Linked DNA regions of Mus musculus: all the other regions are linked to region 1. Evidence: chromatin contacts called from public ChIA-PET, HiCAR-type and promoter capture Hi-C data. All regions are on one chromosome and are shown on one strand. The core of a region is the stretch at or near the end of the contact, and the rest is flanking DNA. Distances in the headings are between cores, read along the strand shown.

Evidence for each region. Promoter capture Hi-C pulls out the DNA fragments that hold promoters and counts their contacts. ChIA-PET counts read pairs in DNA pulled down with a chosen protein or histone mark. HiCAR-type assays count read pairs that join an accessible place to other places.
Region 2: a contact with region 1 is called in a promoter capture Hi-C map of liver, with 3 times the contacts expected there. The contact joins the promoter of Ctns here to the promoter of C1qbp in region 1. A contact is called at or near these places in 5 of 39 promoter capture datasets (cranial neural crest, hippocampal neurons, liver and 1 more).
Region 3: a promoter capture Hi-C map of pre-B cells shows a contact between it and region 1, with 5 times the contacts expected there. The contact joins the promoter of Tax1bp3 here to the promoter of C1qbp in region 1. A contact is called at or near these places in 10 of 39 promoter capture datasets (the 3T3-L1 cell line, cranial neural crest, embryonic stem cells and 6 more), 1 of 115 datasets of contacts at active chromatin or transcription factors (stem cell-derived neural progenitor cells) and 1 of 9 other capture datasets (adipose tissue).
Region 4: a contact with region 1 is called in an RNA polymerase II ChIA-PET map of memory CD8 T cells, with 12 times the contacts expected there. The contact joins the promoter of Ndel1 here to the promoter of C1qbp in region 1. A contact is called at or near these places in 2 of 39 promoter capture datasets (both in liver), 1 of 484 Hi-C or Micro-C datasets (CD4 T cells), 2 of 115 datasets of contacts at active chromatin or transcription factors (double positive thymocytes and memory CD8 T cells) and 1 of 9 other capture datasets (adipose tissue).
Region 5: a contact with region 1 is called in a promoter capture Hi-C map of liver, with 5 times the contacts expected there. The contact joins the promoter of Rpl26 here to the promoter of C1qbp in region 1. A contact is called at or near these places in 3 of 39 promoter capture datasets (liver and pre-B cells) and 1 of 9 other capture datasets (liver).
Region 6: a contact with region 1 is called in a HiCAR-type map of astrocytes, with 5 times the contacts expected there. The contact joins the promoter of Ncbp3 here to the promoter of C1qbp in region 1. A contact is called at or near these places in 5 of 39 promoter capture datasets (the 3T3-L1 cell line, cranial neural crest, hippocampal neurons and 1 more), 1 of 115 datasets of contacts at active chromatin or transcription factors (astrocytes) and 2 of 9 other capture datasets (adipose tissue and liver).
Region 7: a promoter capture Hi-C map of pre-B cells shows a contact between it and region 1, with 4 times the contacts expected there. The contact joins the promoter of Camkk1 here to the promoter of C1qbp in region 1. A contact is called at or near these places in 3 of 39 promoter capture datasets (cranial neural crest, hippocampal neurons and pre-B cells) and 1 of 115 datasets of contacts at active chromatin or transcription factors (embryonic stem cells).

The regions. Positions count from the first base shown.
Region 1 is chr11:70,980,849-70,984,652 of GRCm38.p6, reverse strand. It overlaps C1qbp (complement component 1, q subcomponent binding protein), which reads left to right and starts at 1,627. Exons shown (of 6, transcript NM_007573.2): 1 at 1,627-1,928; 2 at 2,333-2,483. The coding sequence starts at 1,703. It overlaps Dhx33 (DEAH (Asp-Glu-Ala-His) box polypeptide 33), which reads left to right. Exons shown (of 12, transcript NM_178367.4): 12 at 1-562.
Region 2 is chr11:73,197,242-73,201,045 of GRCm38.p6, reverse strand. Ctns (cystinosis, nephropathic) reads left to right here and starts at 2,027. Exons shown (of 11, transcript NM_031251.4): 1 at 2,027-2,128. Shpk (sedoheptulokinase) reads right to left here and starts at 1,564. Exons shown (of 7, transcript NM_029031.3): 1 at 1,366-1,564. The coding sequence starts at 1,527.
Region 3 is chr11:73,174,956-73,178,759 of GRCm38.p6, reverse strand. It overlaps Tax1bp3 (Tax1 (human T cell leukemia virus type I) binding protein 3), which reads right to left and starts at 1,677. Exons shown (of 4, transcript NM_029564.2): 1 at 1,418-1,677. The coding sequence starts at 1,456. Emc6 (ER membrane protein complex subunit 6) reads left to right here and starts at 1,718. Exons shown (of 2, transcript NM_025318.3): 1 at 1,718-1,821; 2 at 2,009-3,257. The coding sequence starts at 2,057. The coding sequence ends at 2,389.
Region 4 is chr11:68,851,400-68,855,203 of GRCm38.p6, reverse strand. It overlaps Ndel1 (nudE neurodevelopment protein 1 like 1), which reads left to right and starts at 2,069. Exons shown (of 9, transcript NM_023668.3): 1 at 2,069-2,262.
Region 5 is chr11:68,899,440-68,903,243 of GRCm38.p6, reverse strand. It overlaps Rpl26 (ribosomal protein L26), which reads right to left and starts at 1,678. Exons shown (of 4, transcript NM_009080.2): 1 at 1,620-1,678; 2 at 802-974; 3 at 1-65. The coding sequence starts at 969.
Region 6 is chr11:73,045,697-73,049,500 of GRCm38.p6, reverse strand. Ncbp3 (nuclear cap binding subunit 3) reads right to left here and starts at 1,634. Exons shown (of 13, transcript NM_025818.3): 1 at 1,419-1,634. The coding sequence starts at 1,601.
Region 7 is chr11:73,016,952-73,020,755 of GRCm38.p6, reverse strand. It overlaps Camkk1 (calcium/calmodulin-dependent protein kinase kinase 1, alpha), which reads right to left and starts at 1,768. Exons shown (of 16, transcript NM_018883.3): 1 at 1,629-1,768. 4732414G09Rik (RIKEN cDNA 4732414G09 gene) reads left to right here and starts at 1,915. Exons shown (of 3, transcript NR_152202.1): 1 at 1,915-2,099.

The sequences.
Region 1 (3,804 bases), core at 378-2,877:
CTCCAACCTGAAGACTCCAGCCTGGACAGAATAGCCTCCAACAGACAGATGAACTTCCACAACAGCCCTGCGTGCTGCAGGGGTTTATCTTCTTGGTAACCGTGGCCTGCGACACCCGGGGCACCAGTTCCATTACCAGGATCCCTGTGAGAACATTTGCATCTCTTATAACAGGATTCCAAAACAGCAAAGTATTTACTGTGGCACAAATCCTTGTGCTCCAGCTACCAGGGTCTGTTTGGAACTGTGGCCGCGCATCTAAGATGCCATTCCTTGAGCACATAAACTAGACTATACCGGTGGGGAAACAATTCTCTATAGACTGCTGTAGTGTAGAAAACTGACAAGCGGATTTGGACATGTGCTCTGTTCTCTCTGGTCTCAAACATAAAAGAACAGTTCTAGTATATAATGCTCGAAATTTGCTTTTGACTATCAAATCCATAAAAACTGAATCTTGTATAATGATCTGTGTGGCCTCTTTTGTTGGGCCTCCTTTCCCTTATTTAAAGAATGCTGTTTAGAATATTAAACATTATTCTTACTGCCATTCATTCGATAAGTCTTGGTATCCAGCATTTACTTTTGTTTTTTTTTTTTTTTGAGAAGTCTTTTTCATGTGACCCTGACTGTTCTGGAACCTGCTGTGTAGACCAGGCAGGTCTCAAACTCAGTTGTTTGCCTACCTCCCTGATGCTGGGACTATAATGCATGAGCAGGGCTTTTGTTGTTTGTTTTGGGGTGTGTGTGAGTGATTTGGTTGGTTTTTGTTTTGTTTTGTTTTGTTTGGGGAGGGGAGTGGTTTTGTTGATTGGTTGATTGATTGATTTTTTTTTAAATACCTTTGAGTGTTTTGGTATCTGCTGCCCTGGAACTGAAGTTAGATAGTTGTGAGCAGGCATGTGGATGCTGGAACTAGAACTCTAGTCTTCTGCAAGAGCAACAATGCTCTTAATCACTGAGCCATATCTCCAGCCTCTTATCCTTGATTCTTTTTTTTTAATAGATATTTCAAATGCTATCCCCTTTCCTAGTTTCCTCTCCAAAAATCCCCTAAACCCTCCTCCTCCCCCTGCTCCCCAACCCACCCACTCCCGATTCCTGGCCCTGGCATTCCCCTGTACTGGGGCATATAATCTTCGCAAGACCAAGGGCCTCGCCTATGATGTAAGCCATATATTCCTGCTCCCAGGAAACCGATGGTCCATTAAAACTGGCCCATGAATTGTTAGGGCGTGCAAAGGTTTCCAACATAAATCCTTCATCCTGTTCTTGGGATTCTGGATCTAATGTCTAATGAGGCCAGGATGTCCACTCCACAGCAACTGCGTGCAGGTCAGCCTGGGCTTTCCAGAATTAGTCGGTTTCAGAAGATCGTTAAGTGATCTTTGAATATACGGTTTTGCGCGAGTTGGGGTGAACCTGAACGCATTCCGCGGTAACAAAGCTTGGTGTGGATTGAGAAAAGCAGGTGAATTGGGGAGAGTGGGCAGCAAGGGAGACATGGTGGTCAAGGTAGCTGAGTCAAGGCCTCCCCGACTGCACTGGCGGCTCCCAGCAGAGGGCGCGGTCCGGCCCGGATGACTGCAGTCCTCTGGGGTGGAAAGCGCTTCCCCGGGCGAGGGCGGGGCTTCCGGCAGCGCGCGAGGTCACACGGTGCCTTGGCCCGGTCGTCCTTCCCTCTGCACGTGTCCGCCCCGCGATGCTCCCTCTGCTGCGTTGCGTGCCCCGCGCCCTCGGCGCCGCCGCCTCCGGCCTCCGAACCGCCATCCCGGCCCAGCCGCTTCGGCATCTCCTGCAGCCCGCGCCCCGGCCATGCCTCCGGCCCTTCGGTTTGCTCAGCGTACGGGCCGGCTCGGCTCGGCGCTCTGGCCTCCTGCAGCCCCCGGTTCCCTGCGCGTGCGGCTGTGGCGCTCTGCACACGGAAGGTAAGGTTCACGCACCCTAGTCGGAGTGCGGCCACCCAGCTTGGAACAGACCCTCGTGATCGAAAGCTTCCCCCCCCTTCTCGCGTCTTGGAAATGTGGCTTAGCAAAGTCCGTAGGGTCGTGGTTTCAAAGTGTGGTTGTTGGTTATGTCTTTTGGAACCAGAAAGAGGATAATTGGGAATTCTTTTGTTTAATATGGGAAGTAATAGTAGTGAGTCCATGATAAGAAATAACCATCTCATGATAAATATCAGTTCAGCTCAGTAAGTATATCCTGCTCTTTTTATAGAGTGAGAAACGGACGTTTTAAGGAGTGATTTGGGCTAGTGTCGTAAGAATGGATACAGTCCGGTCTATCGGTAACCGGCTTTTCTCCCTTTGGGTCATCTTGGCTTTTCTTTTAGGAGACAAGGCCTTCGTTGAATTCTTGACTGATGAAATTAAGGAAGAAAAGAAGATCCAGAAACACAAGTCCCTTCCCAAGATGTCTGGAGATTGGGAGCTGGAGGTGAACGGCACGGAGGCTAAATTATTGCGCAAAGTTGCCGGAGAAAAGTAAGTGGCCCAGGGCTTGTATTCTGGGTTCTCAAGTCGGGAATCCCTGACTACAGCACCCTGTCCTGGCCATCCCCAGGAGAGCCTCAGCTTAGGCCCAGTACTTTGATAAAATGGCTTTTCTTTTTTGGGTTTGTTTGTTTTTTTTTTTTTTCCGAGGAAGGGTTTCTCTGTGTAGCCCTGGCTATCTTGGAACTCACTCTGTAGACCAGGCTGGCCTCGAACTCAGAAATCCGCCTGCCTCTGCCTCCCGAGTGCTGGGATTAAAGGTGTGCGCCACCACAGCTGGCCAATAAAATGGCTTTTAAGAAAGCATTTACTTGGAAAAGTTCTTAGGTTCCAGGGAGTGCATTCTCTGAATGAATACAGACTTCTGGGCTTGGTTATTAAGGAGGCCTGAAGCAGCTCCAGGGTGTGTAGAGGGGAGTCTGGGAGCCACAAGCGCAGTCACTGGCTTACTAATGAGGGATGCTGTGCCCAGTCTGGACCTAAGGGCTGGGACTTTTTTTTTTTTTAATGTTTAATAGTACTGATAAATTCATTTGTTTAGAACTCCCATCTGGCTTGTGTTTGTAGTAGTTAAAAATGCAAGGTATGTAACTTTTAAGGAAGAAGTTAGAGTGTAGAAAGGCCATCAGACAAAGGTAGAAGGTTCTTAGCCAAGCTTAGCTCTCGCTTTCCTAAACCGATCATTTCTGAGACAGGGTCTCTGTGTTGCTGCTGTAGAGCACAGACCAGCCTCTGACTCTTGGTCCTTCAGACACCTGTGTGCTGAGGTTGTAGGCACGTGCTACCACACACCCTTAAGACCGTTAAGCCCTTGTTTGTGCTGTTCTGTGTTACACAGTCGCCCACGGCCTTCCTTAGAGAAGTCTACTTGGACTCTTGAGTGCTTCTCTAGCATGCGTGAGGCCCCAGGATCCATCCCTGGTGCTTTAGGAACACAGTGTACAAGAAAGCAGTTTTATCCAGTGGGGCCTATAAGCCTAGTGGTAGGTGTGTGTGTGTGTAGATTAGAAAGTTCAAGGCTAGCCGGGCGTGGTGGCGCACGCCTTTAATCCCAGCCAGGCAGAGGCAGGCAGATTTCTGAGTTCAAGGCCAGCCTGGTCTACAAAGTGAGTTCCAAGACAGCCAGGGCTATTCAGAGAAACCCTGTCTTGAAAAGCCAAAAAAGAAAGAAAGTTCAAGGCCAGGCTGAGCAGTGGAGGGAGGGGCTCGCCTATAATGCTATCACCCTGGGAGGCCGGAGTAGGTGGATTTCTGTGAGTTCAAACCAGCCTGGTCTATGAGCAAGTACCAGAACAGCCAAGGCTACACAAAG
Region 2 (3,804 bases), core at 778-3,277, 2.2 Mb before region 1:
CACTCAGTCCAAGTTTCTGGCTGGAGGAAGCCTTAGTGGCCACCTAGTTCAGATCAGAGAACAAGTTGAGGCCAAGAAAAAAGTGAGAGGTTACACTCTCACCTTGACATTCATATCTGTGAATTCACTGACTATAAACTGACCCTTTCAGGAAACAAATAGGAATGGAATCTGAGGCCATTCTGATCCTACTTACATCATCTTCCAACAGAGTCCACTGTCTTTAATTCATTGCATTTGTTTTAAAGGTATGTTTGTGTGTGTGTGTGTGTGTGTGTGTGTGTGTGTGTAGTGTGTGTGTGTGTGTGTATATATATATATATATATATATGTGTGTGTGTGTGTGTGTGTAGTGTGTGTGTGTGTGTATATATATATATGTGTGTGTGTGTGTGTGTGTATGTATATGTATATATATGAATGTATGTGTGTGTGTATATATACTGTATGTGTGTGAACATACATAGTATATATGTGTGTGTATATATGTGTGAATATGTATGTGTATATATTTATATAGTGTGTGTATATATGTGTATACATGTATGTGTGTGTGCACACAAACATGTGTGCCCGTCATGGGGCACATGTGGCAGTCAGGGGGCAGCTTTTCAAAAGTCAGTTCTTTCCTTCCATGGTAGGTTCTGAAGGTAGAATTCAGGTGACCAGGCTCACTCAGCAATTGCTATTACTGCTGAGCCATCCTGTGGACCCCTGGAGATGTACTTTTCTATCTTCTAGTTTTCAAAAGCCAGTGGTTGCAGCGTATAATCATCAGTCTGATTCTTTTCTAAAATGTTCATCAGCTTATCTCAGTGTCTCCCCACCTGCTCTGACAACTTTCCTCCAGAGATGCTCAGCAGGGGCTGGAATTCTTTGAGTAACCAAGTGAAATTATCAGTTTACTTGAACTTCAAAGGCATGAGGTAAGCCTAACGCTACGTCTCATTTCCAGAGCACAACCTGCCTAGGGGGTGGGGTCGGAAATGATGCCTGAACTAGAGGGCACAGGGTCATGAGTGGCGAGCGTGATAGTCAGGCCTGTGGTTATCACTTTGAAAGCAAGTCCTCTCGGCGCAAAGTACAAAAAGTGATGGGCGGATAGTAGAGGGATCCAGCGCCATGGTCAGGGGCCCCAGAAAAGCCGGAGAGCGGGAAGATCGGTGCCAGCAGGTGGGAAAGCTCCCTGGGCAAAATCTAACGGCTTAGCTTGAGCTGCAGCAGGCTTTGAAGCCCTAGAGGAAAGGGCAGCAGGCCTTGGAGGTCCGACAGACTGGGCAATCACGGGTACTTCTTCGCGGGAAGGTGTTGCCCGAGATGCCCCCAGGGTCGTCCCGGGGCGGCAGCTCCAGGGCTCTGCCTCACCTGGGGCCCGGCCACCGCGCTCTCAGTCTCTGCCCTCGCAGCCCGGGCGCAGCTCGCCAGCACCACGAACCCGGATGGGAGGCTGGGTGCAGCCTCCAATAGGGCGGCCTTCACGGACGTGGTGCCCAAGTCGATACCGAGAGTGACAGGTCGCGAAGCCATGGCAGTGGTGACAGCACAGCTCGGTGGCTTGAACCGCACGCCGGGGAACACTTCACTCTGGAGGGCAGTAAGGGGGCGGAGCTTCCTTGTCAATCTTTTAACCACTTCTATTGGTCGAGGAAAGCAAACACCACGCGCTCCCCACAGCGGCCTCCGGTGATAGGTGGAGAGACGACAGAAGGCGGGATCTATTGGTCAGAGGTTCCGGGACAGTGCCTGGGGTCCCAGGGTCTTCACCAGGGAGCACAGGGCTTCAAGGAGACAACAGAGACTTCGAGAACCCTGCTTCCCCTACAAGAGACTAGATCGCCCCTCACATCCGAGCCCCTGTCCCTGCCAAGGTGCCTATGCTCTTCCGCCCTTCCACCCTTCCCTCACCCCTACCAAGCGTTATCCTCCTGTATTCGTGAAAACTACAACTTCCAGAGCTCCTTGCACAGGGCTCGCGGCTTCAAGTCAGGTGGTTCAGGTCAGGTGACAGCTGGCCCCTCTTTCACACAAAGTCGGCGGAGCTCAGAGAGTCCTTACACTCCTAAGCGGTTTCTGGTGCGAGATTGTTGCTTTTGGTGAGGTCTGTCCACCAAGCCTGGGAAGCTGTCAGGTGAGAACCATCGCGACCGGGACAGCTACCCCCTTTTCTGGTATGACACCACCCACCCCAACAGACATTAGCCCCGCACCTCAGAGGGGCAACCTACGCTACCAGAGGGGCAGCGCCTGGGTTTCTAGCTTCTGGCCCCAACCCAGGCCCGCACATCTCTAGGTTTTAGGGCCAGGGTGTTGGTGAGCAAAAGCACGGACACCGACTGACAGCTGGTGTTGGTGGCACTATTCAGTATGTGGCGCCGCCTGAATCTGGCTTAGGAATGTGCAGGTAGGTAACTTGGGGTTGGGGGTAAATTCTGCTAGGACCATTCCAGGAGCTCGTGTTGATTCTCCCAGAGAATGAGAGGGTACCTGGATCTTGCCTTTTTCAATAATATTGAGGAAAATAACAATCTATGCTCTGTGAGAGCTTGCTGGGAGCCCTGGGTGGTAATAGTAATAACATTACCTCATTGTTTCTCAACTTTTTGTTATCTTACCAATCCACCTCAAACTTTTAATACAGCTGGTAAGCTCTATTTTTTTTTATTATGACGTTTGGGAGAGAGATAAGCAATTATTACAGCTATTTTTTCAGACCTCCAGAGCCTATTTTAGCCCCTTTGAGAATGTATGCCTTGTATTTCATCTCACTATAATCCTGTGGTGTAACTACCACTGTCCCTGTTTCCCCATTAAGAAACATAGGTTAATAAGTATTCCAGAATCATACAAGTAAATGGGAAACCTGGGACCTAGATAGTTCATCTCCAGGGAACATATTCCTTGTCCAATCTGTACTATCCCTTGAGGAATGTGGGTCTCCCCACTCTCATGGATTATGGCCAATTAGGTCCACGGGGGACAGGGGGCAGTGGGAGCAGAGACAAAGAGTGGTGGGCATGGTTTTGGAAGCCCTGTGAGTGGGTATGGTGAATGACCACTCCAAGACGAGCTTATAAAGTTTGGGGGACTGAAGGTAGGAACATCCAGGATAGTCAAAGGTCATTGGCTGAGGGCTTGAGGTACTGAAATGCCCCATTAGCATGGGGAAGCATTTCGGGAATCTCAGGTGCTCACCGAACAGGTTCTTATGAAAAGGAAGGGAATTGATCCTTAGGAAGGAATCTTGCTAAGGCTATGTGACAGTCATCAGGTAGAGGCCTGTGTTGGGGCTTCGAATTCCCCAGACAAGGTCAGAGGATGAGAAGTTCCACTTATGCCGAACCCATGGGCTATGCAGTCATGGTGGACCTCCACCTTAATTAACAGTTTTCCCACAGAGGAAGCTCCAGGTTATGGACCAAGAGCAGGACTACCTCAGACACCTGACTAAGGGAAGCTGCCACAGGAGATCTCTTGTGGGGGATAGTAGAGGCTCTTAAAAGTGTGCCATCTGATTGAGGTGTAGAAGATGGTAAACACACACACACACACACACACCAGAAGATGGGCATGGCAAGTCTTGTAACTTTGTCTTGTAACTTTTTACAAGCCTAGTTGTGTGTTTGACCAACTGATCTTTTTAGCATAGTAGGCGCCATCGGTTCTAGGTTTCTCCTTCAGAGATGCCTTAGCCTTTAGCACTGGGGAACATTTTGCTGACAGAGTGTTTGAGTTTCACTTGGAAGCAGTCCATATCTTCCAAGAAGTGATATTCATTTGTTTGTTTATTATATAGCATTCTGCCTA
Region 3 (3,804 bases), core at 428-2,927, 2.2 Mb before region 1:
GCTTGCTTATGTTCAGGCATGCACCTGGCATTAGGATTGGAGGACTGTGGTCTTACAGCTTTAAGGAAGACTCTGACTCTCCTGCCAAGACGGAAGAGGGTGGAAAACCTCGATGCCTAAGGTCCTTTCACCTGGGGCTTCCTGTCCAAAAGTGTAAGCTCCTCCAGGCTTACTCCCACACACACCTTCCTTCACTTCCACCAGCAAGGTCCAAAAAGAGACAAAGCCCTAACTTAAGGGAGAAGTCAGGCAGCAAAGTGGCTCTCCCTAGGTCCTAATTACACCCTCCTTTTCCAGATAGGGTCAAACTCGATGATCTTTCTGGGGCAGCCAGTGAAGGATCCTAGAAAAATCAGGCTGGTACAAATTGAGTAAAAACTGGGATATCCTAGCCGGAAGCTCACCCTCCCAAGCCACCTTTATCAGTAGCTTTGTTGCCCCCACCCTCCAACACACCCATCTAACAAGGCCCATCCCTACAGTTCCAGGACTGTGGACACAAGTCACACCTGTGACTCCAACACTTGGAAGGCTAAGAAGGGAGTACTGCCAGAAGTTCAAGGCCAGTTTAAGCTTAAGAGTAAGGCCCTGTCTGGGGAGTGATTTGTGTCCTTCCTAAAAGCTTCCTTTTAGGAAACTGGGCACTGATGCTTCTCTCTTGGGATTCAGCTGCTCAGGGTTGGCCAGCGCCCCCATCAGACTGTAACATCTACCCCTCCATCCTGTTGCCTATTCAAATACACCTGATTGATACACAAGACAAACCGAGAAGGAGGCCCTGGAAAGGTCTAGAAGCTTAAGTGTCATGCACAGGACAAACACTAAGCATCAAGGGCTGAGTACCCTAAAAAGTTCAGAAGACCAAGCCTTAGCTCTCGAGGGGTCTGTCCCAAGAGCAGCGAGGCCGGATGAGAAGCGGGAAGGGGGATGCACAAACTCTGGCCAGCCCCACCCCCTAAATCTCCTACGGCTCGGCGGCGGCGGCGGCGGCGGCAGTGTGCCGGCTGGAGCAGAGGAAACGCTTCCTCATTCCAGAGGCTGCGACTCACAGGACATCGGCGCCCGCCCCCCACGGCCGCCCAGCTGGGGACAGGAGGCCCAGGGCAGGGGAGTTTTCTAACACTCCCGCGGACCAGCCTTTCTCCTACGTCCTCCCGGTCTGCGCCTAGTAAAAGGTATCCACCCGACGGCGGCAGTGCACAGGATCTGGCCTCTGCCCAGGGTCCCGGGAGGCTCTTAGGTCCCAGCCACCTCTCCAGGCCAGGGAAGGCTGCAGCACTGTTAAGCAGAAACGGCCACCGGAATATACGCAGGAGCCCCGGGTCCTATACTTTCTCAGCCTGTCTAGATGTCAGTTTGCCGCTCTGCGAAATGGGGGTGAGCCAAGAGGAGAAGGAGCCCGCGCAAGCGCACTCACCACTACGGCGGTGACAGGCTGGCCCGGGGTGTAGGACATTTCGACCGAAATCTGTCAAGGAGACAGCGCCCGGTGAGACCCCCAGCGAGAATGCCCGCGGCCGCGCCCTCCCTGGTTAACAAAGGGCAGCCCTGCTCAGCCCGCCCCCTCATGAATACTTAAGAAGTCTCTAGCCAATCAGCATCTGGAGCGCTGTTGGGCTTTCCGGAGTCCCGGGACTTGTGTGCTGAAGTGGGGCGGGAGGGGAGAGCGCCCGAGGCGCAAGCGTAGGAGGGTGGGGCGGAGTTTGTGCGCCTGCGCAAACCGAGCCCTCCCAGCAGCCTCCAGCGCAAGATGGCGGCGCGGGACTCTCCGCTTTTTCCTGTCTGAGGGAACACGAGGGACTGTGTGCCGCGGCGTCTCAGGTAACTCCGCGAGCCTGTCGGGCGTGTGCTGATGTGCTGCTGTCCCGGGCCGGCCCGAGCCTCAGTTTCGGCGTGCAGTGGAGGTCAGAGGCCCCCAGCACGGCGTCGGAGGTCCCAGGGGGAGGAGGCGCCGTGCGCTCAGCTCGCCAGGCTTCGGGCTCCACTTGTAACTCGGTTTTCTCCACAGCTCCGCGTGAGTCGGCGTGAAGGCAGAAGCGGAGCCCCGGCGGGTGCGATGGCCGCGGTGGTGGCCAAGCGGGAAGGGCCGCCGTTCATCAGCGAGGCAGCCGTGCGAGGCAACGCCGCGGTCCTGGATTACTGCCGGACCTCAGTGTCAGCGCTGTCCGGGGCCACCGCCGGCATCCTCGGCCTCACCGGCCTCTACGGCTTCATCTTCTACCTGCTTGCCTCCGTCCTGCTCTCCCTGCTCCTCATTCTCAAAGCGGGAAGGAGGTGGAACAAATATTTTAAGTCACGAAGACCTCTCTTTACGGGAGGCCTCATTGGAGGCCTCTTCACCTACGTCCTCTTTTGGACCTTCCTCTATGGCATGGTGCACGTCTACTGAAATGAGGGCAGGGGTGACTTTAAAACAGATCGGCAAGGCTCTTGCCAGAATTAACACCGGGTAGACTTACTTAGATTTTAAATTGTTGGAATTCGCTGCTTGTTCTGTACTGTTATAATTTATATCTGAAGACAGAGCCTGTAATATTATTCTTCAGATTAAATGAAGTGTGACACCTTGTCGTTCCTTGCTTAGCCAAGCTTTGAAGTCGCCAAGATTTGCTCCCTGGAGAGCAAGTACGAGGCCACAGCCTGTATATTTTTTTGGATTTAACGCCTAGTAAGTCCAAAGGGACCTCTAGAGTATACATGAGAGAATTTAACGTTAACATCTTAAGAACTGGTAACAGTTCGTGTTACTAAGCTTTCACTGTGTACCGGCATTGTGTGTTTTCATTCTCGCCATAGCAATGGAGATGTTACTGCTAACTTTCTGTTAATGAAAAACCTGAAGCACAGAGAAGTTAGTTGTCTCTGCCAGAAGTGGCTCGTCTGGAAGGGGGCAGGGCCGAGGTCCAGTTGCAAGTCTGTTTGCTTTTGCTGGATTGGGTAAGAGTCCTCTTCTAGCACCCCCTCCCACTAACCACTGCTTTCCCACGTGAGTGAAATCAGCTAAGTTCCAGTTACACCAGGTTTAGCCAGTCGCCTTTCCTATAACAAAAAATGCAAGCTATTTTTCTAAATCGTTGTCCTCTGGCGATTAGGTTATGTGGACATTTAATCAAATGAGTTTGTTTCAGTTGAAATGCCTCTGACTATATGTTCATTCATAATCCTTCCTTGAGAGGAGGGTTTTAGAATGAAATACATGTTTAACTGAAAAAATAAATACTTGTGTTAGACTTGTAGTAAACATGTTGCGCATGGAATTTGTAGTCTTAACTGGGGAGATGGCATTAACTTGGCTTTACAGATAATATAGATACCATGAAAGAATACACAAAAGCACCAGGTCTGGACTAGGCTTGGGGATGGAGTCAAGGAGTGCTTGAGGGAATAGCATTATATCTGAGACTAGAAAGCTAAATAACAGCCAGATAAATATAAGAGGAAGAAGAGCCTTTTATTAGGCCATAAGGCAATCCTGACCAGGTAGTAAAGGCCCATGGAGGAAGTTGGCCTTGATTCCATGAGCATTTAGAGGAAACTGTAGAAGCAATGTGTAATGGCTTCCCCCCCCCCCTTTTTTTAAAGTTACGAGAAATTGAATTTAAGACCTTTCTCAGGCTGTAGATGGTCTGTGCCTGGGCACCCAGGCCTGAATCCTGGGCCACAGGCTTGCCTCTCATTCCAAGAAGCTGAGGTCACAGCTTTTCCTCCCTGTCACAGAGTGCCCACTTCTAAAGATCCTGACATGCGTGGTTTATATAGCCCCCACCTCCTCGGGGACTTCTCTTAGGTGGGAAGGAAGGGCTC
Region 4 (3,804 bases), core at 820-3,319, 2.1 Mb after region 1:
TAGTGATCAATGGGGGAGGATTGTGGTTGTTTTCATCCCTGGGCTGGTGGTCCTGGATTCTATAAGAGAGCAGGCTGAGCAAGCCATGGGAAGCAAGCCAGTAAGCAGTACTCTCCCTCCCCAATCCCCATGGCCTCTGCATCACCTGCAGCATCCAGGTTCCTGCCCTGTTTTGAGTTCCTATCCTGACTTCCTTTGGTGTTGAACAGTGATATGGAAGTGGAAGCTGAATAAACCCTTTCCTCAACAACTTGCTTTTCGGTCATGGTGTTTCATTGCAGCAGTAGAACCTTAGCTAAAATAATTGCCTTTTTTGAGTATGGGATGGGCCAAAGTCCAGCATTCTCACTAGCTGGAGTTTGGACCCAGATCTCTCTTTTAGTAGCTGATCACCCTTTACCCATCGGAAGGGTGGAACTTGATCTGTTTCTTGCATTTTGTAGCAGAGAAGATGTTGGGATATTTACACGTGTTCTCAGAGATTGTTACATTGAACTTTCTGGGTCAGTCCAAAAAGGACCTTGTACTGGAACCTATGGGAAGTGCCCTGGAATGCTTTACAAAGTTTGAAGGGTACAGCAGCTCTCACCTTTTCTTCTCTTACAATGCTAGTTTTATAACTTGTGCTTCCTTTTGAGACTGTCATCTTCTTTACTGATTTATTTCCCATGGATTTGGTGTAATGGAAGGAGGTCGGGCAGTTTGCTGACTCTAGGGTACTATTCCAGCCTCTGGGCCAACGAAGATCAGAGCAGGGCCTTTGGCTTCTGAGGGCTCTGCCAAGCTAAGCCCATTCATTAAGAAGGGGATGATGCCAGTCCTAGGGGCAGAGCAAATGGGAGGGGCAGCAGCCTGGGAGATGATGTCACTGTTTTCTGAAGGGCCTGGCCAGCCATTAGGTGACTCAGTGTGTTTCTTAGCACCTCAGCCAGGAGGCAGGACAGAAGCTGTGGCCTTTTTATCTTTTCCTGTTTGGGTGGGACGGTTCCTGTCTTGGCACCGGGTCTATAGGAAAGCCTTCATTAATCACTTCTCTGCCTTAAGTCTGATTAGATTGAGCAGAGTTTCAGGTAGGGAAGCCAGACTGAGTTTCAAAGCTGTTCCAGGCCACTGGCCTGTAAAGCAGACCTTTTTTTTTTTTTTTTTTGAGTCTTATGTTACAATATAGATCTAATGATTCCAGCTTCAAATGTTGTTGATGGTTAACAGTAGTGTATGGAAGGCACTTTAGCCCCACGGTCTAGCCTATGTTTCCCTTCTTGTCAGCGTAGTAGTGGATAACAGTGTAGCTTCTGAGTTTGAATTTGCGCTGTAGGTGAGTGACCTTGGGGAACTTCATCTTGCTATTTCTTACTTGTAAATGAGAGTGACGTGGGGTTACTGTGACAAAGCAATGCACCCCAGTGACTGGTACAACTACGGGCGCGACAAACCGCACAGTGAACTCATAATCTCTTTTTAAAAACCCTATATCCTTCATAGTGTAGTTCAAGACGCTCTAGACCCCAGTAATCTTCCTCTGCTCATCAGTTTGGGTTCTCCTTAAAAATCCATCTCGCACCGTTTTTTGTTTATATTGACCTTTCCCAACCGTATACGTGGGCTCACCTTGTCTTTCTTAGGCTCAGCATATGTCTTATGCTATGTTGTTTTGTCTTCAAACTTCAAAACCAATCCCAACAGCACTGAAATAACAATTACATTGAGCATGAGACAGCTAAAGTTCCTATAGTTGTTCCCCAAATGCCTTTTTTAAATTTAAGTTTCTAGTTCCAGGACAGTTGTGTATTTCTCCTGTCTCCTTCGTGAGCTAGTACTCTATACTGGCTTTATACTGGCTTCCCATTTTAGCCTAGGGAACTACTCTCCTGCGCAGCACAGCTTCCGGAGACAGCACAGGGCTAAAAAACCCACCTCCTTCGGGGGTCCGGGGCGGCGCCTGCGCAGGACGCTGTCGCAGATCTCACGTCAGCGCGCAAAGCCTAGGTCGGCTCCACGTGACTCTGGCCTCCCACCGCTCCGCCCCGCACGCCAGCCTGCTTCTGCGCATGCTCTTGACTCCGCCCCCGTGCGTCACAGAATGGCCTCCGACACCCAGGGAGCCCCTGACGTGTCGGGGAGGAGCCCGGTGCGGGGATACGCGGAGTGGAGCTCAGGGCTGCGGAAGGGAGCAGAGCTGAGCGGCTGGGCGGGCCTGGCCAGGCCAGCGGAGCAGAGACGTCGGCCGAGCGGCGGCGAACATGCGCTTTTGACACATTGGCGGTGAGCTCCCGTGCGACGCAGCCTCTGGGGTTCGAGCCAGGCGGGCAGCGCCGAGGCCTGCCCCGGGGGAGCCTGCCTGACCGCCGCCGGGCTGGGGCTCAGCCCGCTGGGCCAGGCCGGGCTTGGGTTCTGGGGCGGCCCGTACCGAGACAACTGTTCCAACCGCTTTAACTGTCCCCTCCTTACTGGCGGAGGTGTGGCCCACCGGGGGCACCTGCGGGAGAGCGAGTCCCGGGCTTCCAGAGGAGGGACGGAGGCCGGGACGTGGCACCGGGGGCTGAGGCGCTGACGGCTCGAGGAGTGGCCCAGTTGGGGTGGCGGAGGCGCGCCCAGCTTCTCGCTCCACCCATCCTTGATTCCCTGGAGCTGCCGGGGTGGTTAGGAGCCGGGCAGGATCTTGATTTCCCAGCGCCCCAGATGCGGGAGGCGAGAGCAGGAGCAGCCCGCGTTGGCAGAGACTGGCAGTCTCGTGACTGCCTGCCCCGAACTGCTAATCATCCTCTTTGGAGTTGGGGAAAGTCTCACTAACCAACCGACCCCGGTTGCTTGGATTCGCTTCTTATTTTTCTCTGAGAAACGATGAGGTGACTAACACTTTTAAGTTTAAGGCGAGTGAGGGTCCTTTTCATTACCCGGGCCCATTCCTGTAGCGTTTGTAAACATTTTAGAACATTTGCTGTTTGTACTTGCGACGGATACTGTAAGTCACTTTTTGCTGGATGGGGAAATTGAACCTAGGTACAGGAGGTTGGGGCAACTGAGTGATTTTTATTTGGGTTCCACTAACTGGTGAGAAGTTTAGCTTGGGTTACAATTTACCTTTCTAAGCTCAGGGTTCTGGTTTCTGTTTTCATGAGATTTTTTTTTTTTAACTTCTTCAGCCGGAAAGAGGACTGAACATTGGACTTGTTAAAGATAATACCAGAAGTTACTAGATGACTTATTTATTTTCGAGTAAATTGACCAAAAAAACCAAAAAAACCCCAAACCAAACAACAACAACAAACAAAAAACCCCCAAAAGCTCAGTTACTAGAAAAATCTTATCCTGAAGCTTGCTCATGAGTGGCTGGTTGTTAGTCTGAAAATTATGTTGCTTTCACTGCACTTAAGAGGTAGGGTAATGTCTGCCAAATCAGAAAGCTGAGAGGGCAAAGCTCATCATTAAGTTAAGGAGTCAAAAGAGACCAAAGGACACCCAGTTGGGGGTATCTCTTCTGAATTGTTGTTAAAATCTTAGAGTAGGAATACATAAAGAACAAAGAAAACCTTTAGCTCCAGTTAGAGACAAACTTAATCTTAGAAGAAGTTGCTAAATCTGCAGTGCCTTGGTTTTGAATTGAATTGAAGTTGGATCCAGAGCATTTGAAATAAAAAATAGACCTGAACATGCTTTTATGAGACCAACAAAATTTATTTTCATGCGTATTTTAAACCATGCTAAAATAGACTTGAGGATTGAGGACTTAAGTTAAAATTACTTTCTAGGCACTTCATAAGGGAGAGAAATAAGGCCTATTTCATTCTGCATATATGTTAATAG
Region 5 (3,804 bases), core at 429-2,928, 2.1 Mb after region 1:
TACTTCTTCCTGTACACTTGGACCACCTTGCCAATCTGCTGGCCTTTGTAGTGTCCGCGAACAACCTGAGTGCAAGTGAAAAAAAAACTGAGCAAGGGCTAGAGTGTAACCCAGAGAACCAGAACTGCCGAATCATTCATACACTGTGCACCTCCAGCAGACCCACACGTCCCCTTTTTGGGGTGGGAATGGGGTTACTGGGACTCAAATCCAGGACCTGTATATACAAGGTAAGCACTATGTGAACAGTGAGCTAAATCCCCAACCTTTTCATCTTCACAGACTGGAAACAAACCAGGCCAATCACCTATAGCAAAGAAAGGCTTTCTAAATAACAGACAAATCAAGACTGTTGCCATCCTATAGCTGTTTTCAACCCATGTCGATCCTCCCAAAGAAGTGTTTCATTTTATTAAGTATTCTTAAAAAGTGTTAAGATGTGCCAGTCTCGAAGTGCACACCCTTTATCCTAGGGCTCTATCTTATCTCTTTTCCAGGTCAGCCAAGGGCTACCTACACAAAGAAACCCACCCTGCGTTCTTTTAAAGACTTCCAGAACTTACCAATCACTAGCTATAAATTACAGCTACAGATAATCTCTCCCCAATAGAGCTAATAGAACCCCACACAAAGACATTAGCAAACCGCTGAGGCAGGACCAAAAAGCACACTGCTTTCCAGTTCTTTTGATGCAAAGCAACCCTTTCATACATCAAATGCAGGTTTTCTCACCCCCCCCCGCGCCCCCCAAATAATCGTAAAATTCCATTCAGCTTCGCCTCGCCAAGCAAGGACACATACCTGAACTTCGTCATCCTTCCGAATGGGCATAGACCGAACGTTATACTTCTGTCTCAGCTCTTTGGAAAGAGGGGAAGACATGATCTTCCTCCGAATGTGAGAGGGCGCATTGAAATGCCGTTTGCGGTTCTTGCTTCGGTCAGAAGTCACGAAGGGATTGAACTTCATTTTGGCTTAAAAACAAACAAAAAAAACAAAAACAAAAACCAGAAGACCCTTTAACGTTTCAAGTCTCAACCAGTTCCCTAAACAGCATCAACTCCACTCTGAAAGCACACAACGTTCACTGGAAGGTATCATGCTCGGTTACTCCAGACCTTCCCATCTGAGGGTTTTTTCGTCTTTAAAGACTGAAAACAAGATGAAGACTCTGCCATTAGTAACACCTATCCTACTTTTAAACTTGACTTTCCAACTTCAGCATCCCGGGAGGGTCCTACACAGCGTCGGTCTTTACCTTCTCATTTACCGCTTCTGGTGCTCTGCATTTTGCCCCCCACTTGAGCATGGAAGCAAGGGCGGATCTCCAAGCCCTCCCAACTGGCGAGAGGGCAACCGCACGGCTGACCCGGGGCTTATGATTATTTAACTCCATCTCCATGGGCCCCGCCGGCCTTCGAGTCCACGAACCTGGTCCCCTTAACCCTCTCCAGCCCCGCGGGCCCTGGCTAGGAAAGACACGGACCGAGCCCGCCCCAGTTCGGCTCCCTGGCTGATGCCGGGCCAGCAAGGCCGTCTCGGGGCCTCGGGACAGAAAAGCCTCCTCGCCTCGCCGCGGATGGCTGCGGATTACCAGCGACAACCCGCCGAGAACTCACCGGCTGCGATCCACCGATGGCCGCAAAAGGAAAGAGAACTACACGCGACTTCCGGTTCTGTAAGTTGCCGCGAGATCTCGCGAGAGTCTCGGAGCGAAAGGGGAGAGGAGGTTGGGAGAAAAGAAGAAACTAGGAATGGGAGTTTAGCGACATCTAGCGGCTCGGAGGGGGACTGCGAGGGGTCCTGACGTCATCCCTCGGAGGTGTGCGTGGTAGGCTTAGTCCTCTGGGGAAGGCAGTGCTCCTGGGATGAAGAGGGTTGCTTAGGGACGGTAGGCCGGCGTGAGAGGACCTGGGGGACCTCACCCTTTCATTCCTGGGCTCCGGGCGAAGCGCAAGACCTACTTTTAGGCGCCGAGTGGCTCTGGGACCTTGGCCAGACGGTTACCTCGGTGACTTGACCCATAGGAGTTAGTTCTTATAATTAGCCCCAGCCGGCCGCCCCCACATCTGGGTAGACTACTCTGGGTCCTTCTGCGAAATTGAGACCATCCCTCACCTGGACGGAAATAGGTCTTGGCCCCCTGATGATGCCAAGTTGCCGGTTCAAATCACACTTAAACAAACAGACCCGAGGCCAGATCCCCCGGAGCTCCCGGGGACTGGACCACCAACAAAAGATTACAGGCTCCGGTCACAAACGGGGCAGAGGATGACCTTGTTGGACATTAGTGAGAGGGGCGGCCCTTGGGCCTGAGGGTGTTCCATGCCCCAGTGTAGGGGAATGCCAGGGCGGGAAGACGGGAGTGGGTGGATGGGTGGGGGAGGTAAGGACAGAGGGGATGGGATAGGGGAGTTCCGAAGGGGAGACCTGGAAAGGGGAAAACATTTGAAATGTAAATAAAGAAAATATCCAATTTAAAAAAAAAAAAAAGGAAAAGCCGGCATTGGTGGCGCCTGCCTTTAATCTCAGTACTTGGGAGGCGAGGCAGGCGGATATCTGAGTTCGAGGCCAGCCTGGTCTACAGAGTGAGTTCCAGGACAGCCAAGGCTACACAGAGAAACCCTGTCTCGAAAAACTGAAAACATGAAAAGAGAAAAAGAACGGAAGAAAGAAAGAACGGAAGAAAGAAAGAAAGAAAGAAAGAAAGAGAGAAAGAGAGAAAGAGAGAAAGAGAGAGAGAGAGAGAAAGAAAGAGAGAAAGAGAGAAAGAGAGAGAGAGAGAAAGAAAGAAAGAAAGAAAGAAAGGAAGAAAGAAAAGAAAGAGACACGGGGTGGGGGGACACTCTCATCGCAGACAGGTGTACCCTTTAAAACTATGACCTCAACCCCCTCCTGAGAGTTCTCGGTTCCAGATCTGATGGAGGTAGGTCAAGGGGATCCGATTCTCTGCAAATGGGTTCGGAGGCATCGGTTTCTGTAGATAATATAGCCGTCATGCTAACAGGAGGCACATACTGTCTTAAGATACAGGGAGCTTACGGAACACTAGGCAGGACACACTCTTCTATACCCTTTCACATCACTAACGTCTTTAGGCTGATGCAGGTGTACTGTCCTCAGTTTACAGAGTGGATAACTGAGGTACGGAGCAGTGACAGGAAGGTGCAAAGGGACACAGGACCTATGACTTCTAGAGAAGTTTAGAACCTATGAGGCTGGCTCTCCGGGTCCCCCTAGAAACGATATGACTCGATATCAGAGCTACACAGAGAAATCCTGTCTTGGGAAACTCGATATGACAGTTCCTACAAACTGTCAAGTTGAAGAGCGAGAAATCATACCTTTGAGGGTTCAAAATAGAGTCATCAGTATTCATGATTTTAAAATAGTGTGTTGTCAAATATTCTGTAAGAGAAAGAGCCCCAATTTTATATGTCACTGAAAAATTGAAAGCTGGGTTTGCTGGTGCACACCTTTAATTCCAACGTTTGGGAGGCAGAGGAAGGGGGGTGGTCTCTGAGTTTGAGGCCAGTCTGGTCTACAGAGTGAGTTTCAGGACAGTCGGGGCTACACAGAGAAACCCTGTCTTGAAAAACAAGAACAAAACCAAGACAAAAAAAGAAAGAAAGAAAAGATAAAGAAAAGGAAAAATTGAATAAAACCTGCAGCAGTTCTATTCAATAAATGCTTGTGGTGTGTCCTTCATAAGCTAGCCTAGAATACCGGGGTGACAAAATAATTCCCGGTTTGTGCTTGCAGGAAGTCATGGTCCAAGAGGGGAGACAGGCACGGGAAGCAGCA
Region 6 (3,804 bases), core at 385-2,884, 2.1 Mb before region 1:
TCCTGGATCTCTGGGAAAAATACAGGCTAATACAATGAAGAAAGGAGGGGATAAAAACAGAACTAAAGTCTCAGGACTGCAGCTGATACCCTGGACTCTGCATTCAATCTCCAGGCCTTGCTTTCCTCCACAATACCTGTCTTTCTGACTTCTGTTCTCGTGCTTAAGACAATCCAACATTTCTCCAACAAAACAATCCTGTTTCCATCTCTAAGACTTCTGAGCTTGCTGTCCTCCCCGCTAGGAATTACTCCCTTCCAACTGACATGGTCGGCCCCTTTTTGTCATTTGGGGTTCAAGTTGAATCTAACTATCTCAAGGGACTTTCCTGTGCATCCCAACACACACCAACTGCTTCACATCCCTCCTGGCCACTGTGCTTTTTATCCTATTAACAGGGTGTGTGTGTGTGTGTGTGTGTGTGTGTGTGTGTGTGTGTGTGTTTGTTTTTGTAGCACTTAATACAAAAGGGAACTATTTACTTGTCTCCCCTACTAGGGCAACACCAAGAGGGAGTTCGCTCTTAAGCACCTAGGATTACACCAGCACACAGAGAGGTGTGTGATATAAACATGTTAAACTGACTGAATGGATAACACCTGACCTATACACTATCCACTATAACCTATAGATGTTGTCACCAAAGGTATTGTCATTTGTCATCACTACCTTAGCCTTCACTCATAACTTCAAATGTAAAACCAAGCTGCTATCATGTAATTAAAGGAGGGGGCGCAGGGAGTTCACGTTGTATGTGAAAACCGAGCTATCCAGGCCTCAGACCAGCTTTAAGAAGGGGCATGTGACTACCAAACCACAGGCAAAACACTCCTCAGACCCACTGTGGTTAAAGAAAGATCAAATGTCACTGTGTGTCAGAAGCTGGGACCACCGAGAGTAGACGCAGTGAAGGTGCGGGGACGTGAGGACCCTCATCCACAATACCAACACACGAGTGTCTGCTGTTTGACAGGTCTAGCCCTCCCAAGCGAAGAGAGCTGGTTTAAGTGACACCAACTCGGCCGGGGAAGGAGGACCCACCAGGAGACCTGGATGCCGGCGGCACCTAACACTTTCTTTGAGGGCTGATTCAGGTTCTGTTCCCGCCCGCGGCTCCTTTTTATCTCCAACCAAACACAGCTGATTCCGTTCGGGGCCACCGAGGGGCAGCGAGAGGGGTGTCCCCAACTCTCTCCGAGATCCCCCGCCTCTCCAGCGCTCTCTGCACCCATTTCCGGGCGCCCCGGCGTCCTTTCTCTCTGGCGCTCTCCGGGTCATGCGCGGCCCCCGCCTTTCGGCGCTCGCGCCCCTTTCCCGCGTTCCCGGACTTGCGCCAGTGCCGCCGTCCGCCACCTTCCCTGACTCTCCAGGGACACCCGCCCGGCGACCTCCTCAGCCCCCGCCCCTCTCGCCCGTACCGGGAGCAGTTCCTTTAGGGAGCGCCGCACCGGCACGATTTCCAGCTCGCCTTCTTCCACTTCCATGGGCTCCGGCTCGCCACGCTCCAAACCGGACTCCACCTCGGGCGACGGAAGCCCCAAAGCCGGCCCAGCGGGGGCCTCCGCCTTCACAGACACTCGCAGGCCGCGGACGGCCGCCATAGCTGCCAGCCGGCCGCACCACCGAAAGCCCGCCCCTCACTCCCGCCGCCTAGAGCGCCGTCGCCGATGACCACAGAGGAGCACCGCTATCACCTAGAGCGTCGTCTGTTTCTACCAGAAAGCTGTCCTTATCTCTGGCGCCCCCTTGGTGACCTAGGAACCTGGGGCCGGCTTGGGGCGGGACTTCGCGGGGTAGGGGGCGGGACGAAGCAGTGATGGAGGTGGAGCGTCGTCTGAGGTTCCAAAATACCTGCACTTTGAGGACTATACTTCTAAGAACTGCTGAGCGGTTACCGCGATCTATCATCTAGGCAATCTGAGCGTTTACAAAGTTATTTCCGTAGTAAGCTTTGGCTCTGTCAAGTCTTCCAGTAATTGAGCCATATTATGTGGTCAAAATTTTAAACTAGGGCCCAGTGTAGGGGTTACATGCCTATAATCCCAGCAGTCAGGAGTCAGAGGCAGGCACATCTCTAAGTTCCAGGCCATCCAGGGATCCAAGGTAAAACCCTGCCTACATTTAAACTGGAAAGGGATGGTACACGATTGTATTCCCAGCACTTGGGAGATAGAGGCAGGAGGACTAGGGGCTGAAGGTTATCCCCCAATTACACCAAGGGGCAATTGCTAGTTTGAGGCCAGCCTAAACTACAGAAGATCCTATCTTAAAAGGGGAAGAGGGGTGCTTCAAGATCACAGTGACCTACCCAAAGGGCAGAACCAGAGCTTAGACCCATTTTGTCACTTCTGGGAGCTCTACTCATCAGAGACTCACAAGCAAGATTTCCTGCAAATGTTCCTAGTAAGAGTCTGGCTGGGAAAGAGGAAAGGCTTGTTCAGACTTGAAGAAGGGACTTCTTGTCTGTCATGAGTCCTGATTTTGTGTCTCCTCCTGTGTCATATTTAGTTAGCCCTTTCTAGACCTATCTCCCAATCTGAACCAGGAATAGGTAAGACCATATATCTGAGCCCCTAAAAATCTTTTCAGAGAAAGGCAAATCATTCTAAAACAGAAAAAAAAATCACAAGACTCAGATACACTAGGTCACTTTGGGCATGGCACGGAACCTCAGTTCCTTCATCAGAACATAGAACAGTGACACACCTCCACAGAAGAATATAAGGACCGAATGAGCTAGTTATGTGCGGCTGTAAGATCCAAAAGAGGTGATACTGTACATCCAAGCTTTTCTTGAAATGGGTCTGTACCATGGGACAAACAAGATGGAATTCCTTAGAATGGTACCATCAATTGATTGCAATGCAAAGTACAAAATTGGGTTAAAACAATGGATTGTATTTTCTTTTCTCCTGTTCCCCTTCCTTTCTTTCCTTCCGTTTTTCTTTTGCTGTATTAACAATGCAACCCAGAGACTTGAGCATGCTAACAAAGCCCTTTACCAGTGAGCTTTACCCCAGCCCTCTTGTTTTGAGACAGAGTCTTGCTATGTAGCACTGGCTGGCCCACTACTTGCTTTGTAGCTGAGAATGATCTTAAACTCCTAATCCTCCTACCTCTGCCTCCTGCGTGATGGGCTTATAGGCATGTACCACCATGCCTGGCTCCCTAGTGTGTGTTTTATAGAACTGTTTGTGTTTGGGATAGCCAGCTGTGGGTGACAGTCATGAACCCCACCATTACACTATCTTTCTAGGCCTGTGGAGTAGGAGGTAGGAGAAACAAAAGCAGTTAATTACTTAGCCACACAGGCCTCTCTACCTCCTAAAGAGACTTGCAGCTTGAGGATTCAATTCAGAGGGATTTGAAATTACAGTGCAAAGAGGCCTTGGGGCACCCACAGGAGGGGGTGGTTATCAGGCAGTCAACGCTTAAGTTCCCAGGCTGCTACCAGACAGCCCTATACCTTTCTCCTGACTTGGTCCTAACTGTAAGTGACTATTCCTGGTTGTCAACCTGACTATATCTGGAATGAACTACAGTCCAGATTGGAAGGCTTACCTGTGATCAGATCTTGAGGCTGGGAGACACATGTTTCTGACCTGGATCTTGGCATGGAGATCTTGAGTCATTGTGACCATGAGAAGCTTAGGCTCAGATGAGGTAGTACACGCTTTTAATCCCTGGAGACTGAGACAAGGAGATCTCCGAGTTCAAGGTCAGCCTAGGACAAGCAAGTCCCAGATCCAGCAGTGGTGATACACCCCTTTAATCTGGGCCACATCTGCTGGAGGCTCACATGAG
Region 7 (3,804 bases), core at 519-3,018, 2.0 Mb before region 1:
CCCCCAAAGACAAAGTCCCCACTCTCACCATTTGCTTTCCAGTAGAGTCATGAAGCAACAAATAAGAATGCTAGCAATAAATACATGATAGGTGCTGTGGGATGCCCTGGGAAGACAGCTACTACAACAAGACAGGGCAGGAGCAAGATGCTAGGGACACAATTGATGTAGCGCAGAGAGGGTTTGTACACAATGCAAGCTCTAAGCAGCTTTGGAAGGAGAAAGGCGGTACACAGTGTAGACACTTGGAGAACAGCAACTGGAGCCAGAGGGACTGGCCCATAGGTGCAAGTGCCATGAGGTGGGACAGTGCTTGCTCTGTATGAAGACCAGCACAGCAGATGTGGCTGCAGTGGAAAGTTCCTTAGTGGAGGTGTGCATCAGGAGAGAAGCTAAGGTCCACTTACACTGGCCTCGGGGGTGTTTTCCTGGCGGAGGCGACATTGTGACCACTAAGCAGGATTCCCAAGGGAGAAATGGGAGTTCACCCTGTGTCTAAAAGAGATCCCTTCCCAACGTGATAGCAATAGAGTGCTTCCCAACAGGCTTGGTTTAGGGTTTGTGAACAGAAACCAGAGGCCTCTAACACCAAAGGAGTCTTTAAGCAGGGAAGCAATTCACTTGGATAAGGTTTAAAATAAGCCCCAGTCCTGGTCTGAGGACTGGGCGTGGGGGACCAAGGAGCAGGTAGTAGGGTCTAGAACAGTCTGACCCACAGCGTATGTTGGATGGAAGAGGTAGAGATGCGCAGAAGACCCAGCCTCTTCCTTTTCCCTGGGATTTTCAAGGACACAGCTGTGCGCTTCTCTCACACCCTGAACCTGGCCAAGACAAAGAGAGGAGCTCACTGGGACACAGTCCTGGGACCCAAGGCATGTGACAGCTAGCTCTGCTCACTCTGTAACACCCTCAAGACAGACACACACCCCTTCCCTGACAGATGTAATCCTTGTCCTCGTGACCGGTGCTCACACACCACTCCATCCTGAAACGCACCCCTCAGGTACACAGGCACACTCTTGTGTCCACGTGACGCACGCACACCCGCCTCCAAACACCACACACAGCTCCCCGCGCACGTGTGCACCCTCGGAGCACCAATCCTGTACCCACCAGACCCAGAAACCACAGCGCCGCCTCCGCCACCCTCACTCAGTCAGGGGACGACTGCGCAGCAGCTGAAGTCGCTCGCTGCATCCGTCCCATTCATCACCCCGCCCCCAGCTCTCCACGGAAGACTCACGGGAGGGCTGTGGGAGAAGCGCTCTGCTGAGATCCACACGTGGGTGCACCCGTCCAGGCCCACTCCGAATAGACACGGCCTCCACCCAGAGCCGGGCCCAAGGCACCGCGCGCGCGGGGCTTCTATGCAGTCCCACAGACAGCAGCTGCGGAAGAAACGCAGGTGGTCGGGCACCCGCATAGCTGGCTTAGACAGATGCGGGCTCAGGGAACCATCCCGAGGACCTGGCCCTGCAGACACAGCGGGAATCTCTGCACACCAGATTCCGGCTGCCCACGTAGACCCGGCCTTGTAGACCACCCTTCTACAGCCCGTTGGCTGCACAGGGCGGCTCAGCCGTCCGCACCCCAGTTTCCAACTCCAAGTCCCGGCTGCTGACCCCTACCTAGGCACCTGGCGACAGTCTCTGCGGTGGGCACCAGGCTCGCTCCCGCTGTGCGCGCCCCGCCCTGCCCGCCTTGCCGGGCTAGGATCGCCCGGCTCAACCCGCTGGCGCCGCAGCTCCAGGCTGCGCTCGCTCCCCCCGCCCGCCGCCGCGCCGGCCCACGATCATTGGCTGTGCCGCGCAGCGCCCCGCAGAGATGTCCAATCAGAGTCCGGTCCTCCCGCCCAGGGGTAGAGGGGGCGGGTCTCGACGGGATCGGGAGGAGGTGGCTCGGGAGGGGCCCTGCGGATGGGCCCCGACGCGTCACGCCCCCGGCGCCCGCAGACAAGCAGGCTCGGGGAACCCGATGTCCCTCAGGCCACGTCGTGGGCCCCTCAGCCTGGCCTGAAGCGTACGATGCTTTTTTCGAGTCCTCAATCCGGTGTCCTAGTCTCTAGAGGCAAGAGCATCCCTCCTTCGGGATGAGGCCCGGTGCGTACCAAGGAGAGGCTAGGTAGAGGCCCTGGGAGAAGGGCCTGGAGTTGAGTGTTCTCCGGGGGGGTTGGGGGAGGGAAGGAGGAGGGAGATTCGTCAGAGTGCTGGGGTGGGGCGGCACTCAGGTTTGGAGAGGAGCAGGAGGTGACTGGCTGGGCTGAGGGAATGAAAAAGAGCCCTCCAGGACCAAGTGGCCTTGACTGTGGTTATGCCTGGGGACTGCCCTCACAGACTCCTGGTTCAATCCTGCTATTATTAGTCTATTGGAGATGCCCCACATCACTGCTTGCCTCAAACTCAGACCCATGTTGCTATCTCCAACCTGGTCTCACCTGTGTCTCTGTCTTAAACAGGAGTTAGAAACCAGGAGTTAGAAACCAGGAGTTACCTGTGTAGCAGGTTTTCTGACCCAACCGGGTGTAGCACAAGGATCTGCCATGTTGCCTCTTAAGATCCCTAAAGTCTCTCTCTCTCTCTCTCTCTCTCTCTCTCTCTCTCTCTCTCTCTCTCTCTCTCCCCACCATCTGCCCCTCCCTGAACTCGACCACCACGGTCATGCAGTATACCTCCACTTGATTAGTGCAGCAGCCCCACCCCTCACCCCAATCCAGTATCACTTCCCATTAACCTTTCTGGGACAACCAGAACAGGCACTAGGAACACCAGAGAGCTGCCTCTTAGGATCTTCCACTGCTTGCCACTAAGTCCCCTCAAGCCCTCCATAGCTCACCCCTCACCACTTGCCTGCCTAAACCCCACTTGTCTTTTGGCACTTAGTTCAATGCCTCTGCTGCTAGGAAGCCTTCCCCATGACCTTCTGGATACCTGGAATGCCCAGCAGCCCTTTCTCAGTGCTTTCCAGATCTCAGCACCTCTTCACCTGAGTCCTGTCTGGACTAAGAACTCTTGAGAGCAAGGGTCGAGATGAATTCGCCCAGCACAGCCTGACCTCCTGATGCATGCCCAGCATGTATTTGTTGAAATGAATAATTGGGTCCAGTAACTGGAGGATTGGATCTATAGGGCTGGAGTTCAGGAAAGAGCTGGGCTACAGAGACTCCTCCCCCCACCCCCAGTTTTGAAGATTGAATCCAGGGCTTCTTGCATTCTAAGCAAGGATGCTACTACTGAGCTATACCCCAATATTGAAGAGATGGTTTTGAGAGTCCTTGAGGATCCAGTCATAATTCTAATGGAAAGGCTCAAACAGATCAACTGAAGCAAGGCTGAGAGGATCAGATTAAGATCTAGGCAACAACAACAACAAATCTTACATATATATAAATCTTGAAAAACAGTTCTGGGCTGGTATGATGGCTCTGCTCCACAAAAGCCTTTGAGATGTGGCTCTCTCCACTCCCTGCACCAGGAAGCCCTGGAGATGGCCTTTGACCTCGTGATTCTGAATAGGGGCTGGAACTCCAGTTATCACGTATGCATTCCAGGTTTTGGAATGGAGAAAAATAATGAAGGGTCGATGCTAACTCTTTATTTTATGTGGGTGACTGTTTTGCCTACATGTATGCCTATATGTGCATCTGTGTGTGCTTACGGAGAGTTGTGAGCCACTGTGTGGGTGCTGGGAACTGAATCTGGCTCCCCTGTAAGAACAGCATGTGCTCTCAACCACTGAGCCATCTCTCTACCCCAACAGTAGCTCTTTTAAAGACAGCGCCACGGAACATTCCCTGTGCATCCCACT